Regions from separate parts of the Canis lupus genome. Here region 1 is linked to region 2. The links are chromatin contacts, called in public Hi-C maps. All regions are on one chromosome and are shown on one strand. Each heading gives the region's core, a stretch centred on a gene start, on an enhancer-like site or on the middle of the called end of the contact. The rest is flanking DNA. Distances are from core to core; before and after follow the strand shown.

Region 1 (7,257 bases), core at 1,083-3,582, 45 kb after region 2:
TGGAGAGGGCAGGAAAGCCAGGCCTCAGGTTCTGGGACCTTGAGCTCCTACTTTGTGTAGGGCCTGCAGAAATGATTTGGTAGGACCAGGACATTGGGCCTCTGGTGCCTTGTGGTTCTGACATTCTAGAACTCTGATGGAATTCTCTGATGGGGTGTAACCGAACAGATACAGGGAAAGTGCACCTGGGACGACCCTACCTTTAATAAATCCTGTCTCTATGGCTGCCTTTGCCAAGTGAAGCTGCATTTCTCTCCTCCTTCCCCTCCACTCCCGACTCATATCTTTTGGAAGGGTGGGATTTTCTAAGGCTTGGGGTCTTAGGCCCATATGGCAGAAAAAGGGTGGAATATAAGTTGTGCTTGAATGTGCCATTCGAGCTGGATCTAAATTGAGGAAAAGCTTTGTCTGTGAGTTTACAAACATACAATTAAGGCTCTTATAGTTATCTAAATCCACTTTCTTGCCTTATAATTTCATGGTTAGAAGCATTACAGTTGTTTTTAGATTTTCGTTATAACTGCATTATAACCACAGACGGAACCGAATAGTGTTTGTTTATTTGTGTAACAAATTATGCCCCTCAGCTAACTTTCCTGTGTAATTTGCATTGGGTGTACATTTTGCAAAAAAGCATACATTGGTCTGAGGGCCTTCTTTCCTTCTCTCTTCCCCAAAGCAGCACTGATAATAGAAGGTTGGGAACCAACATGCACGTAAGGATGTTTCACCCCCGAGTGTATTACACATTATTTTAGGTGTGAATGACACACGTGTCTATAGACAGACCTGCAAAGAGAGAATTGTACTAAGAGACCCAAATTCAAACTCCATTTCTTCGATGTCATCTAGGTAACTCCATGTCTGCTTACTTCATCGATCTTTTATTCCCATTTAGCTCTGGCCCCAAAGTGCACCCCAAACACACCCTTATAAATTGCAGATATTTTGTGCAAAACCAGAATAATAGTTCTCTGAGTTGCTATTGAGTTGGAACAAGATAAAGTCTGAAATTCCATTTCAAATCTTGAGGTGTTTTCTGAGTACACGCTAGAGGTGACCAGAATGACAAGAGATGGTGCTATCTTCTACATCAGGTTAAAATTTGTTCAAGGTAATTTTTTTTATCTGCACGTATGGCATTTGGGTCTGAGAATGAATAGGGATAAACTTCTTTCCGTGTGCCCACTTGAGACACTCTGTGTGAGCCAGGACTGTTGCCAACCTGGGTTCTGGCAAGAAAACTGAAGACTCGCGAGGGGCATGTATCTCTTTCTGTGTTATTTTCTGGTTCTTCTCAGCAACCCAGATTTCCATTGTGACCACGTTGCCTTTGGGTGTCCCAAGATTTTATCCATGGCTGATTTTATCCTTCGGTGTTACTTTCTCTTTGGCCTCACAGACCACCTGTGACAAATGGTAGAAATGCCTGAAGTGGTGGTAAAGTGGAGTTCATCAAAAACAAACATATGTAATATATTTACACAATTTGAATTGATTAGCAAGTTGGGTGGGGATAAAGTTTTAATTCAAAACAACATAGGAGTTCTTGATAAATGACCAGTCCTTAATTAAGCCTAGTAGATTCTGGATTCCTGGTGAGACAAAATAATTACAAACGTAGAAGAATAATGTAAATACCTTACATCAAAATATTGCTTTATAGTTCACATAACATGAGATAAATCATTCTCTGAGAGATCTTGTCTCTGGTATACACCAGCTGATGACCTTGGCAATGACCTCTCAGTTCACAGTTCTTAATTCTGCCCTCTCAGAGGGTGGGGGGAGTGGCCTGAGGTCAGGGTTCCAACAAAACTTCTAGTTCAAAACAATCTATGACTCTGGTAACTTCTTTTATTTTTTCTGCTTTGTAGATTAGAAATGAGAGGAATCATGGGTGTCTTGTGATCGGACAGGATGACTTATTTGTAATGTTAAGAGAAAAACACTAATTTCTTCTTTCAATCCACACAGGTTTCTTGGGCTCTTGCTATGTGTCGGGCATAATGCTGAGGTGAATTAGGCCACTGCCCTGACCTTCCAGTGGGGAGTAGGGTGGCCTACTTCCCTGGGCCTCCTGCTAAGATGGAGAAGGTCTTGGGCACCCTGGGACTAGGGGGCCACACCAAGTGGGAGGGGCTGACATAATGAGTTTATGAGTTAAAACAAGTGAACAAGGTAATTTCAAGTAGTGACAATTATTGGGTAGCAGATTTTTAGGATGATGCTATTGAATGCATTTGTGGGTGGGAGTCGGCTGGTGCTTTCAAGGATCCCCCAGGAGATCACGTTCCTACCCAGGCAGGGAGGGATGAGAAGGGAGCAGACATGCCATGAGCTGCAGGAGCTGTGTTCCAGGCAGCAGTACGGCAAGTGCAGGCATCTTCAGAGGGGGAAGAACTTGGCTTGCTTGAGAAATAGAATGTTCTGGCAACAGGGAGAGGGGTATGGGCCTTGTGGGCCTCACAGAAACTCAGACAATAACAAGGATAACTGCTGTTATATTCTGGGCCCTCACTCATTTCATGACATCAATCTGTGTAGTTATGCATTTTACAGACGAGGATCCTGAGACACAGGGACTTGGGGTCTTATTTCACCCCAAGATGCAAACCTCAGTGGATGATGTAGAGTCCACACTCGTCATCACAGACTTTGGTGAGGGGAACCCCTCTGTCAACATGAAAGTGTGTCCGTTCCCCCACTCTCCATGCTCACTGACACCCACACCCCCGCAAGGACCCTCTGTGGGTGACGGGTCCCCCAGCCCTGCTCCCTGCGGAGCCAGTTTCTGCTTAGCCAGGAACAGCCATTGGAGGAGGCCTCTGCTGCCTTTGTGGACTCGCTCCAGAGCTGATGGGGGTAGTTACGGGGTGGCTTGGAAACGGTCACTCTGTGTGTAATCAGGTCACTTCGCTGAGAAAACATTTCTGTTTCAGCTTCCTTCCTTCCCTGGGCCTCATCCAGGGAACAGTGTTGCTGACCTTCGGAGCCACAAAGGCCACAGATAATGGGGCACAGCAGGTCGATGGAGTCAGCAGAGGGGAGAGTCCATGGTGAGGATGCACACACACACACACACACACACTCACATGCTCACACACACTCACCCGAGAAAACTGTTAGAGTTGCCAGCCAGAATCTCACATTGTAAAAATGTTTAGAAAAATAAGGCTAAGAGGCAGATGAAACCTTTCTAGTCTATAATTCTTTTTGATTGCCTGGGATGCCCCTGCTGCTCGGGATCGGGCAGAGGAAGAAGGCACTCGGCTCCCAGCAAGTGCAAAAAATCACGCAGCTGTTTCCGGGCCCTGCTGTCCTCACAGCTCGGCTGCCGTTCAGCGCAGCGTGGCCTCTGTGGCTCTGACTTACCCTTATGGCCTCACCAGAAGCGCAGCCGGCATCGAGACATGGGTTTCACACTTTCTTTCCAGGCTGCTTAAGAACGAGAGAGATCTCTTCCTCCAGGAGAAAAGGAGTGCCTTCTGATTAATTAGAGCCAGAGATGAAAAATCAAAGTGACATGGAAAATTCAAAAGATTGGGATGTTGAATGCCAGTTTTAAAAATTAATATGTAAGATTTAATAGATTACTTAGGCCTCATGACAATGAACCCTGAAAGATTTTTTTCTGAATCATCTTTTAAAAAAATTTTCTTTGTCACGATGCATAAATGATGGGCTTTACATTCTGGGAATCAGGAGAAAAATGGAGAAGGAATGTCATATATTTTGTTTTAATATGTTCCGTGCTGTCATTTGGTTTTGATATTCAAATCTCTTTTCTTTGTAATTCCTAACTCCCCCCCCTCCCCAGCATAATCATGGTTCTTTGACTTTTACAAACTTACTGAATATAAATCCTGTTTAATTGTAGCCTGGTTCACGTGTACTAAAGAGTTATGTTAGTAACCAAAATGCTGTTGATCAGTAACTGGAGACAGATTTTGCAAAGAAAGGAAGGTGGAAAAAAATTGGGGGATTCAGAGGGGAAAGCTAGACTTGATCTTCCTTGTCCTTCTGTTCACTGCTTCAGCTGCAGGTTTTTCCAAGTTATGGTGGCCAGGGACGCATCCCTCTTAACACAGGGGACATGGGGGGGGCCGTGTATGCTCTCTCCTTTTCTGGTAATGTCTTTGTGGCTCTCTCTGTCTCCTCTGGACTCTCATATCAGTATCTCAGTTACCCTCGAGGGGTTGGTGTGCCACTGCGAGGAGCTGACCTGCATTCTAGTTCCCAGTCTTGTTAGCTGTGTGACCTTAGCCAAGTTACTTAGCCTCTCTGAGTCTCAGTGTTCTTATTTATAAAAATGAAGAATGCAACAACAGTTCCATAGGATTGTTAGAATTAACTCAAATACTGTATGTAAACGTTGGGCATCAATGTTTTAGAGTATTATTATCACTTTAAGTCTTGAGCTTTGGGTCAAAGTCAGAAATAAAGGACGTCGAGGCACCAGGTAAACAGTGTTTGGCCTTTATGGAGGCTTGGTGTGGTGCCAGGTGTGGCAGGAAGCTGGGGGCGTGAGGCTGGCTCCCCCAGGTACCGGCCCCCTTGCCCCGTGTTGCTGTGTGTCAGCTGGGGTCCCAGTCAGGTGGTGTCAGGCTTTTCGTTCGGCTGTCAGAGGGCCCACCTGGGTCCAAGGATGTTCAGCCTGAGGCAGATCTTGAAGTTAGCCTAAAATGTCCCTGGCGGAGAGCAGTAGCCTCAGAAGTGGAAGCAAAGAATTCAGGTCCATTCACTGGGTCACCTGGGGAGGCACCGCAGGGAGGCCGTGCCAGAATGCAGGCCCCTCAGTGTAGACTTTGTATGCCCTGCGATACCTCACAGGCTTTCGGAGAGGAAGCTAAATAGGATAGTATGTGGGTCACCACATTTTCCTTGCTTTCATAATAATACTCCTAACCAGGCACCTGGGTGGCTCAGTGGGTAGCATCTGCCTTTGGCTCAAGTCATGGTCCCAGGGTCCTGGGCATGAGCCCCGCGTCAGGCTCCTTCCTCAGGAGGGGTCTGTTTCTCCCTCTGCCCCTCTCCTGCTCACGCACATGCTATCTCTCTATCAAATAAATAAAATCTTTAAAACATAATATTCATAATAATAATAATATGTACAGTTTCTTGTTTTCTTCCCTGGGCCCAGAGTTCTCCCACTGTCCATTTGCTACTTCCCAGAATCCTCTCTGAAATGCTTTGCTTAAACCTATGCGGTATTCAAGGTTTTTTTTTTTTTTCAATTTTTTCTTCCTCAGTCTCCATCCCTAATTCATGCACACAAACTGTCCCCCACATGCGCGCGCACACACACACACACACACACACACACACTCTCAACTTGTTCTATAATCTTTAGGGTCTTACTCTCAATTAGTTATCCTGAAAAATACCTTCGCAATATTTCCTTTTTAAAAAAAAATATTTTCACAAAATTTTTATTTATTTATTCATAAGAGATACAGAGAGAGAGGCAGAGACACAGGCAGAGGGAGAAGCGGGCTCCATCCAGGGAGCCCGATGAGGGACTTGATCCCAGGACCCCGGGATCATACCCTGAGCTGAAGGCAGATGCTCAACCTCTGAGCCACCCAGGCGTCCCTATCCTCACAATATTTCCAAAGCTGTTGGTGGATTAATGTAACACAAAAGCACTCTTGGTAGAAAATACCAGGCCAGGGCTCAGTGAATTTTTTCTTCAAAGGGCCAGTTCCTAAAGATGTAAAGCTTACAGGCCATACGGTCTTGGTTGCAGCATCTGAACTCGGCCGCTGTAGCAGGAAAGCCGCCGCAGATAATATAGGAATGAACGCACATGGTTGTGTTCTAATAAAACTTTATTTGCAAAAACTAATAATGAACTTGATCTGCTCTCTAAGCTGTTGAGTGCTGCCCTCTACCACAGATAAAGGAATGAGCAGGGGTGGTGATCTCAGGTGGTAAGGCCGGCTATCAGCAGGGAGCTTTAGAGCAGGAGAGGGCTTTGATGCCACCTTCCCCTGTCTGAAGGTCCCCCAGACCCGGGCAGGGCCAGACAGAAGCCCTCGGCCTGCGTCCCCAGGGTTAGCTGAGCTGGCAACTGGCCTGGGGTAGTTTAGAGGATGGAAATTTCCAAGTGGGCCAAGAGCCTTCTCTCTGCCAAGGACTGATTCAGAGTTCAGGGATTAAGCCTCTGGCGTGGGGATTAAGCCGCAGTTTCACAGGCTCTGACCCTCCCGGCACCAGATGCTGGGCCTGGCCAGGTACAGCACGTGCTGTTGAGAAGGTCCTCACCCCGGGTGTGGGCATGAAAGGGAAGAATGAAATGAGGGGCCCGAGTTTTCTGCTTTCAATCTTGATTCTCTTCTACTTCTGCTGAATCTGAGATGAGAACATACTTTGGAAACAACCAAGGAGCATGAAGGAATTTATCCCCAAGGCCAAGAGTGAGTAAACTGCAGAGTGTTAAGTTCTCAGTAGGGATGCAGAGAAGCATGGGCACAGACCTCACATTCCATCCTCGTGCTTTGTTCTGCTGGCTTCATGCTGCTGCTTCCTGTGTGTCTGGAAAACCACTCCTGATTTCCAGGTGCTTAGCACGCATGTGCCAGCCTACAGGGTCTATTTCAAAAGCAGCTTGTAGTTACCTGGGTCATGTTTGCACCTTCTGTCGTCAGTCATCCAGCAAACACTGGTCTCCGGAGGGTGGAGGTGGGGGTGGGGGCTTTGAACTCTGGAGCTTGAGGAAGACGCCTCTGGGTCAGTCCTTTGTTTTCTACAGAGACAGAGACCCAGAAGGGGATGGGAGTGGTTCAGTTAAACACTAATCTGAGGTGCATGGAAGACTAGAATCCAGTTCTATGGGCTTCTAGTTCTGTGGTCCATTTGTGAGACAGAACTACACTGTTGTCTGTGATGATAAAGGTAATGGGTTAGAGGCACCTGTAGTGGATTTCAAGTCCAATCAAAGTAAAGTAAAGGCTCTTTGACTATGAGATGGAATAAGTTTTTGCCTCACTCTGTAGCTCTAACTTCTTCAAATCCTATAAAAATTAGCTTTTGTTTCCTTGCATGGAGGTTACTTGTGTATACTTCTGTAGCAGTCGGGGTAGGGTGAGTTATGTTGCAGTGACAAGTGACCCCTAAAGTTAAGTGGCTTACAAAACCAGAGTTGTATTTCTCACTCATGTTATGTGCGTGTTGTGAGTTGCTGTGTTTCTGCTCCCCACCTCCTCTCTCAAAGGCTGAGGCTGGCAAAGCTGCCTCTCACCCAGGGTTGGAAAA
Region 2 (7,197 bases), core at 37-2,536:
CTTCTTTTATTTCATCTTGTTTTATTTTTTTCTCTCTTTCCCTATGATCCTTTGTTTTGTTTCTTAAATTCCATATATGAGTGAGAGCATATGATGATTGTCTTTCTCTGACTTATTTCGCTTGGCATAATGTCCTCTAGTTCCATCCACTTCATTGAAATGGCAAGATTTCATTTTTTTGATGGCTGAGTAGTATTCCATTTTCTTCTTTAAAAAGATTAACATGCTATAACAACTCAAACCATCTGGAATGATGTAAAGTTAAAAACAAAATCTCTACCTAAGCCCCACATCCTTCAAAAACCAAACGCCACTCTCCATAGACAACAGTTTCTGGCGGCAGATCTTCTGGTGGTTGCCATCATCAGAAAGCAGTTGTTCCCAAATTTTAGAGTGTATTGGAAACCTCTTGAGGGTCTGATTTAGCAGGTTTGGGATGGGGGCTGAGGATTTTAATTTCTAGCAAGTTCCCAGGTGATGACGATGCTTTTGTCTGGGATCCCATTCTGAGAATCCTGTCATGAAGAATAAAATTTTTGTTATTGACTTACACTATATCCTCTTCTCCTCTCTCATTTATCTACTATTTTTCTTAATTATATATATTTTAATTTGGGTGTTTATCTTCGTGTGAAATACAAATGTCCATGTTTATTTCTGGGTTGGTCATTTTTAGACAGTATCTATTGACAGCCAGAACTATAACAGGTGAGCAAACATGGAAATTATTTCTGTTGCTTTATAAGTATGTCTTCTGGGAAATTATACTTTTAACCATTTGGTGATGTTACAGGGAAATGCAATTCATTTTTACATTTTGTTCTTATATCTAGTCTTTCATTGCTAATCTGCTAATCTTTCATTGATGCTAATTCTTATAAGATTGCGCATGTTGATACTTGCAGTACTCACTGACTTTTACTGTTGCATGTTTATTTTCTGATTATAACAGACACTAATAATCCATTTTCATATCGGCGGATGTTCAGGATTTTAGGTAGTCTCCTGCTTCTGCTTCTCCTTTGACTTTTTCTTTGCTGTTACACAATGATGCAACAATAAAATTTTAGCATGTGTCCTTGTGGACATGTGCGATTTCTTTGTACCAAGATATGCCAGGGAGTGGAGGTACTGGGTTGGGGAGACTCAGATACCATTTACATATGCACAGTTTAGAGCCTGTTGGCCTGACCTGTTTTTCTGGTGATTGCCACGGTGACCAGCTCTGTGAGATCTGCCAGTGACTTCGCACGGGTCTCCCTCCTGTCTTTACTCCCTTCCTCCAGCCCAGGACTGCAGACTCTGCTCGTGTGTGTGTGTGTGTGTGTGTGTGTGTGTGTGTATAGAGTCTATGCCCACAGGGGCACACCTTTGGCACTGGGACACAGAGGCCAGTGGATGAACCTTCCCCTTTGTTCCTCAGGACTAACTGCCCTGCAGTTTGGCCTCTAGAAGGGTGATCTCCTTAGACCCAGCAGCCAGACCAGACTCTCCTGGTGTTCTGTTTCCCTACCTCACTCTGATCACTTTGAAGAGATTCCTTGTCCTTGGTGGGGATGGGGTGGGGCGGGGCAGGGTGTGTGTGTGTGTGTGTGTGTGTGTGTATGTGTGTGTGTATGTGTGTATGAAGCAGTGTCTGCATGGGCTGATCTCTTTGGCTAATGGGGCTGCTTCGAAGTCTTCCTATCTACCAGGGTAGGAGATGTGTGGAGGGCTTGTGGAGAGAGTACTCATAATTGAGACCTAGGGGCTTAAATGACACACCGTAAATGCTGCACGGAGGAGAGTAGGGATTTACTTTACTGGGCTTTAGCTTTGGGGTTCCAACAAAGTTGGTCCTAGCAGAGATCCTAGTATAAGGGTTGGTTTGTTGCAGTGAAAGTCAGCTAGGGATTTAGCTGTATATTCAGGAGGTTGAAATGGATGCGACTTGGATACCTATTACCAGCTTAGATTAGTAAAGAGAGTCAGGCAGATAGCTCAGTGACTTACTAGCCATGGGCACTCTAGGAAATTGTGAAATACTGTGACTGTTTCTTATCTGTAAAGTGAGAGTAATAAGAGCATACTGTAAAGAGTTACGGTGGGGGTAAGATGACTGATTTGTGCTATGCACAGAACACAATGACTGACACACAGTAAGTACTGTGCTAGGTACCACCACCACCATCATCATCTGGCCCATGACTGAGTTCCATGAAAGTGTATGTCGACTGATATACATTTAAAAAATCCACTCATTTCTATTTAGTTCCAGAAGTATAAAGGTATCTAGTCCAATCTCCAAATATCACAAAAGAAGACAAGAGGATCTAGAGATTATGTTTTGATTACATAGCTCACAGAGCCGGCAATTGGCAGACCCTGCAAATACTTTATGAAATGCCAACTCAAATATGGAAAATCAAGATAATTTCCAGACCTGTTTTGGATTCTGGAAAAGTATAACAGCTGGTTTTTCCATTGCTGCTTCTGACTTTCAAGCACTTGGTAGACCAGTCCGACCAGAACTCAGATGCTTCTTGAAAGACCCCAAATGACATTTAAAGCATTATTAGAATTAAACAAATGTGTAAACCACTTTGTTGCCTGTAAACACCTTTTGGTGAAGGGATGTCATTTTAATTAAATGGAAATACGACTTTGCCTTTTGTTGGTCCCGCTCAACACTGATTCTTTTTTTCTGATAGAACATAGTGATGATGTGAGATTGTAATGGGTTTGGGTTGGTGAAATAAATCTTTGAGAAGATAAATTTAAACACCGTTTAATTCAATGCTATTAAACGGCTTTAGCTATTGATATCACCCCAAGCAGGACTCTTGTTCTTAAATGCAAGGGGAGTATGTGTAATTACTCAGTGAGTCCACTGAGAGGAGCCATTTCCCTAACAAAGATAGAGATGAGACCTGGAACTGGTGTTCAGGCATCCCCATCAAGGTCTAAAGATAAAATTACTTATGTGCGAGGTCTCCAGATTTCCAAATACACCATAATTTTGTACTAATCAGACAGAAGCATATTCAAAGAGGCAATACAAACATTTAGCTGCATTGATTTAAAGCATGAATTTGTTGAACTCAGCTGGTGGCACATCTCCCAAGGGAAGGTGGCACATCTCCCCTTTGTTCTTTCTCTTTGCATTCCCTTCAGAAATATCAAGCACCACCTACAAGTTAGTTGCTGGTAGCAATAGCAATAGATAATGTTGATAGAGGGCTTGCTATGTGCTGAGTCTATCATGAGTCCTGACTCATTTAACCTCACAAGGCTCCTGTAAAGTTGGGAATAGTTATCACCATCCATATTTCATAGCTGGGACACAGAAGTGCAGGGAGGTAGGTGAATGTCCTAAGGTCACAAAGCTACCAAGAAGCAGCCAGTCTGGCTCTCATACTTCCTATGCTGCCTTTCGATAGCAGAGCCCACTAGCCTTGGCTGAATGAATGAGTCAACAAAGCAGGAAGTGTGAGAGAGAGATCATGACATAAGGTAGCCCAGGCAGGTGTTCCAGTGATCAGAATTAGAAGGGTTTTCACTTGAGACAAAGAGAGAAAAGTCAAAGTACACAAATTAGTCCTCTATACAATCGCGTGACTATAGCACAGACACAAGAAAAGAGATGAAGATGAACTTGATTTAAATAGGCTTTAATAGCAAAAATTCTGTCAAAAATTCTCACGGATAATGATGTTGGGAATAGTAGCAGAAGGATTTGACTCACATGAAGGGAATCAGGCATCAGAAACAGTTTGGGTGAAAAACATGCTGTGTTGAACAAAATCGAACTTTGTTATGGTTTTGTCTTCTCCATATTTTGTTAATATCTTTGAAGTGCCTCATCTTCCTGGACTGTCTTTAAAAGTTTTCCCTCTTCTCTTTTATTCCTGTTTTCATAGCTGTTTTGAATACCCTGACATTGCCATATTATCTTGGCCGTGATGATATGTGAACCCTAATTTGCCTGGTGATAAAAGAGATCTCACAGAGAAATCCAGAAAGTTAAGAAAACTAAGCCAATTTTTCCTGACTTCAAATGATTTCAGCCATACTATGTTTGACACACAAAATATTAAAGATGAAAAAAGTAAATGAATCATTTATAACCCCAAAGAGAGGAAAAGAGTCTCTTAGAGACTCTTCTGAGGAAAAATATCTAATATGGAGCCTGAGAGATAAGCTTGTGGTCCTTGAAGAAGCTCATGACCCGTAGCTGTGTTCACTTTCAGATTATTTTCTTGGCAAAACAAAACAAAACAAAATAAAACACATGGTGATTCAGAAAAATTAACTTATGGAGACTATCTGCTTTGCCAAGGGTAGTGTGAGAGCCCTGTTTTATTATCCTTGTGAGTCATCTCTTCTTGGTTCTGTAAAAAGATTGCTATGAAACTCATTAACTTTTACTTAGGAATAAAACCAATGTTTGTGATTCATTTATAAAGCAGAAATTAATTGATTTCCATAATTAAATGGAGTCTTAATCTTTGAAGTAGAAATGACATTTGCCATTTACGATGTCATTTTAGGTATCAGTTGTTTGTGTAGAAGTCTTTTTTTTTTTTTTTTAAAGATTTTATTTATTTGTTCATGAGAATACACAGAGAGGAGAGAGAGAGGCAGAGACACAGGCAGAGGGAGAGGTAGGTTCCATGCAGGGAGCCCAACATGGGACTCGATCCCGGGTCTCCAGGATCAGGCCCTGGGCTGAAGGCAGCGCTAAACCACTGAGCCATCCAGGCTGCCCTATAAGTCTTTTTTGGATTCTCTCACGGGCTTCATTTCAGTTCAGAGTAAGAAAGGCAGTCTTGGAGCTTTAGTCAACTGCTTGGCCATCTGGCTGGATGGTGCACAGAAAGTGAACTTTTCTTTTATCTGTTTAATTTCACCTCAGGAAGGGCCGAGTGGCCACAGAGGGGTTTTGAGCCATGGGAACCTAGGAGACTGGTAGGGGGCAGGGCTTGGCCAGATCCAGAGAAGGTGGCGGTTTAGCCACAGAATGCAGAGAATCACAACTAGAGAACCCACATCCATCAGTAAGTTCCAAAGGAATTGGGGATCTGAGAGAAGCCACCCAGGGGAGAGTCTATGTAGACACAAGAACAAAATGGGGATCAGAAAGCATAAGCAGGAGCAAAGAATGTCTAAGAAACTGCCTCTGATGGGTCCCCTGGGCCACTCCTTGTGGAGTTGTCTACTTGACACATGTCCTATGGCAAGGTCAGACTTCTTAAAGTGCATGGTTACCCTGAAACCACAGAGGCTAGAAAAATAAATGAAAAGACACATATGACTATGTAAAAAAAAAAAAAAAAAAAAGCCTGTCTAGCGAGTTGCATTTTAAGAGAAAGTTAAGACACTGTCTTAACAGCTTAACCCTCAGTCTGTGGATGAGGAGAATGGGGCTGGGCAGGGAAGGGGTTGGGGTGGTAGGGCCTCACTCAAGTTTACCCAGTCCCTGGGAGTCCCTGTCGTGGAGCTAGTTTTTCCCTTCACCTACCTTAGCTATCCTCCCACCTCAACTGTTTGGACGGGGGCTGGTGGTGACTCAGAACCAGGTCTCCCAGAGCCTGTGACTGGGAAGGTAGCTGGGAGCGGGGCTGGGAGAACCCGCCCATGGAGGTGGGAACCACACTTCTCTTATACTCTTGCACCCTGGATACATGACGGCTTCCACACATTTCTGGGGCAAGTCTGAAAATCTATCATTTATGTTATATATATATATATTTTTTTCATTCTTGTCAAAAACACCCCATAATACATTTTCTCTGGAATCCAATACCCAGACATTTTTGGGATAGCCTGATACAGACTTATATTCCTTCTCTGGGAAAAGCAGCTTTTGCATCTTGAGGGAGTTTTCTTTTCCAAGAAAAGGGATTGAGATGAATATCTTGGAAATTCTATCTCCTTGAATTGCCGGCTCATCACACTGGGAATTTGAGGAAAACACATGACATGTGTGACAAGATACAACTGTTGATGTGAGCATAGCAAACACTTACTGTGCTTTGTTCTAAGCACTTTCCCTCCTTCACTCACTTAATCCTCCTCGTAGCCCCCCCAGGATACATAATTCCCATTTATAGGTGAGGCTACTGAGGTAGCTAATCAGTGCCAGGATGGCTCTGAAGTGAGCTGTCTTAGTCACTCTACTCAACTGTCTCCGAAAATGGAAAGGTGATCCATTTGTTCCTGTTCACCCCCCCCCCTTGTTTTTGAATTAGAAAAATGGAAAGAGCACTATCTTTCTTGCCCCAAATGTCCTGGAAAATTTGGACAGTAAATCTTGTAGACTCTCAAGAAGAAAGAAACTAGTGTTGCTCTGGGGGAAGTTTATAGGTCTAATGGACCATCCGCTTGAGTGTGAGAGAACTAGATGAAATGTGAGCTTTCACAAATGCCTTTGGAAGTTGGACAAGATCTCTAAGGCTAAATGAGGGCAGAGGATGGGGGAGACGAAGAGGAATTACTGAGTGGTTCCAGGAGAGCGGGGCTGATCTGAGAGCTATTGCCTAAAGAATAAGAATTCTCACCCTGGGAAGACTTGGGTGGGTATATTGACTTAGCAAAAGACTATCATGGACGATAGAGTCTGTCGTCACTTTTGTGCCTCTCTATGAACCCCGCCTCATGGTATTCACATACTTGTGTCATCTCTGCTTCTTGAATCTGATCTGAGCTGGTCAGATTGTGAGTTGCTTTAACCAACAGAATGATGTACAGGAAGGTGGCTCAGCCAGCTTCCAGCTGTTGGGGCAATTCTAATGGAGGCACCAGATGTAGGAGTGAAGAAGCCCTGCAGACATCATATGGGACAAAGACAAGCTATCCTCCATATCCTGACCAGAGAATCATGAGAAATATGCAATAATTATTGATACGGGCCAGCCATTAAATTTCAAATAGTTTGTTTCACAATGCTTGATAACCAAAATAAAGTGCATAATTTGCATGTCTGGGAGCTGCAGAGAACTGAGGCCCAAACCCCCTTTACTTGACCCCAGCTCCGTGAATCCTGGTGGCAACATTATTTCACCTGTATCCAGCATCTCACCTGTAGGACCCCTAGCATCAGTGCTGCCATGACTTGGCAGAAATTCTTCCTAGTTACCCCATATGGGCAGCCCCTCATCCCCCTGGGCTCCTCCTTTTTTTTTATTTTTTTATTTTTTTATTTTTTTTTCCCCTGGG

Evidence for each region. Hi-C and Micro-C count contacts between places; a contact is called where the count stands out from the background.
Region 1: a Hi-C map of skin fibroblasts shows a contact between it and region 2, with 2.4 times the contacts expected there. The contact joins two enhancer-like sites. A contact is called at or near these places in 2 of 9 Hi-C or Micro-C datasets (liver and skin fibroblasts).

The regions. Positions count from the first base shown.
Region 1 is chr1:73,204,864-73,212,120 of UU_Cfam_GSD_1.0, forward strand. LOC106559361 (a long non-coding RNA gene) reads left to right here and starts at 6,124. Exons shown (of 6, transcript XR_005354018.1): 1 at 6,124-6,419. Within about 2 kb of position 2,333, at least 3 of the 20 cell types and tissues checked have an H3K27ac peak or open chromatin away from gene starts, as enhancers often do.
Region 2 is chr1:73,160,830-73,168,026 of UU_Cfam_GSD_1.0, forward strand. No RefSeq gene overlaps it. Among named protein-coding and RNA genes, the nearest start is that of DAPK1, 130 kb to the left of the region's middle. Within about 2 kb of position 1,287, at least 3 of the 20 cell types and tissues checked have an H3K27ac peak or open chromatin away from gene starts, as enhancers often do.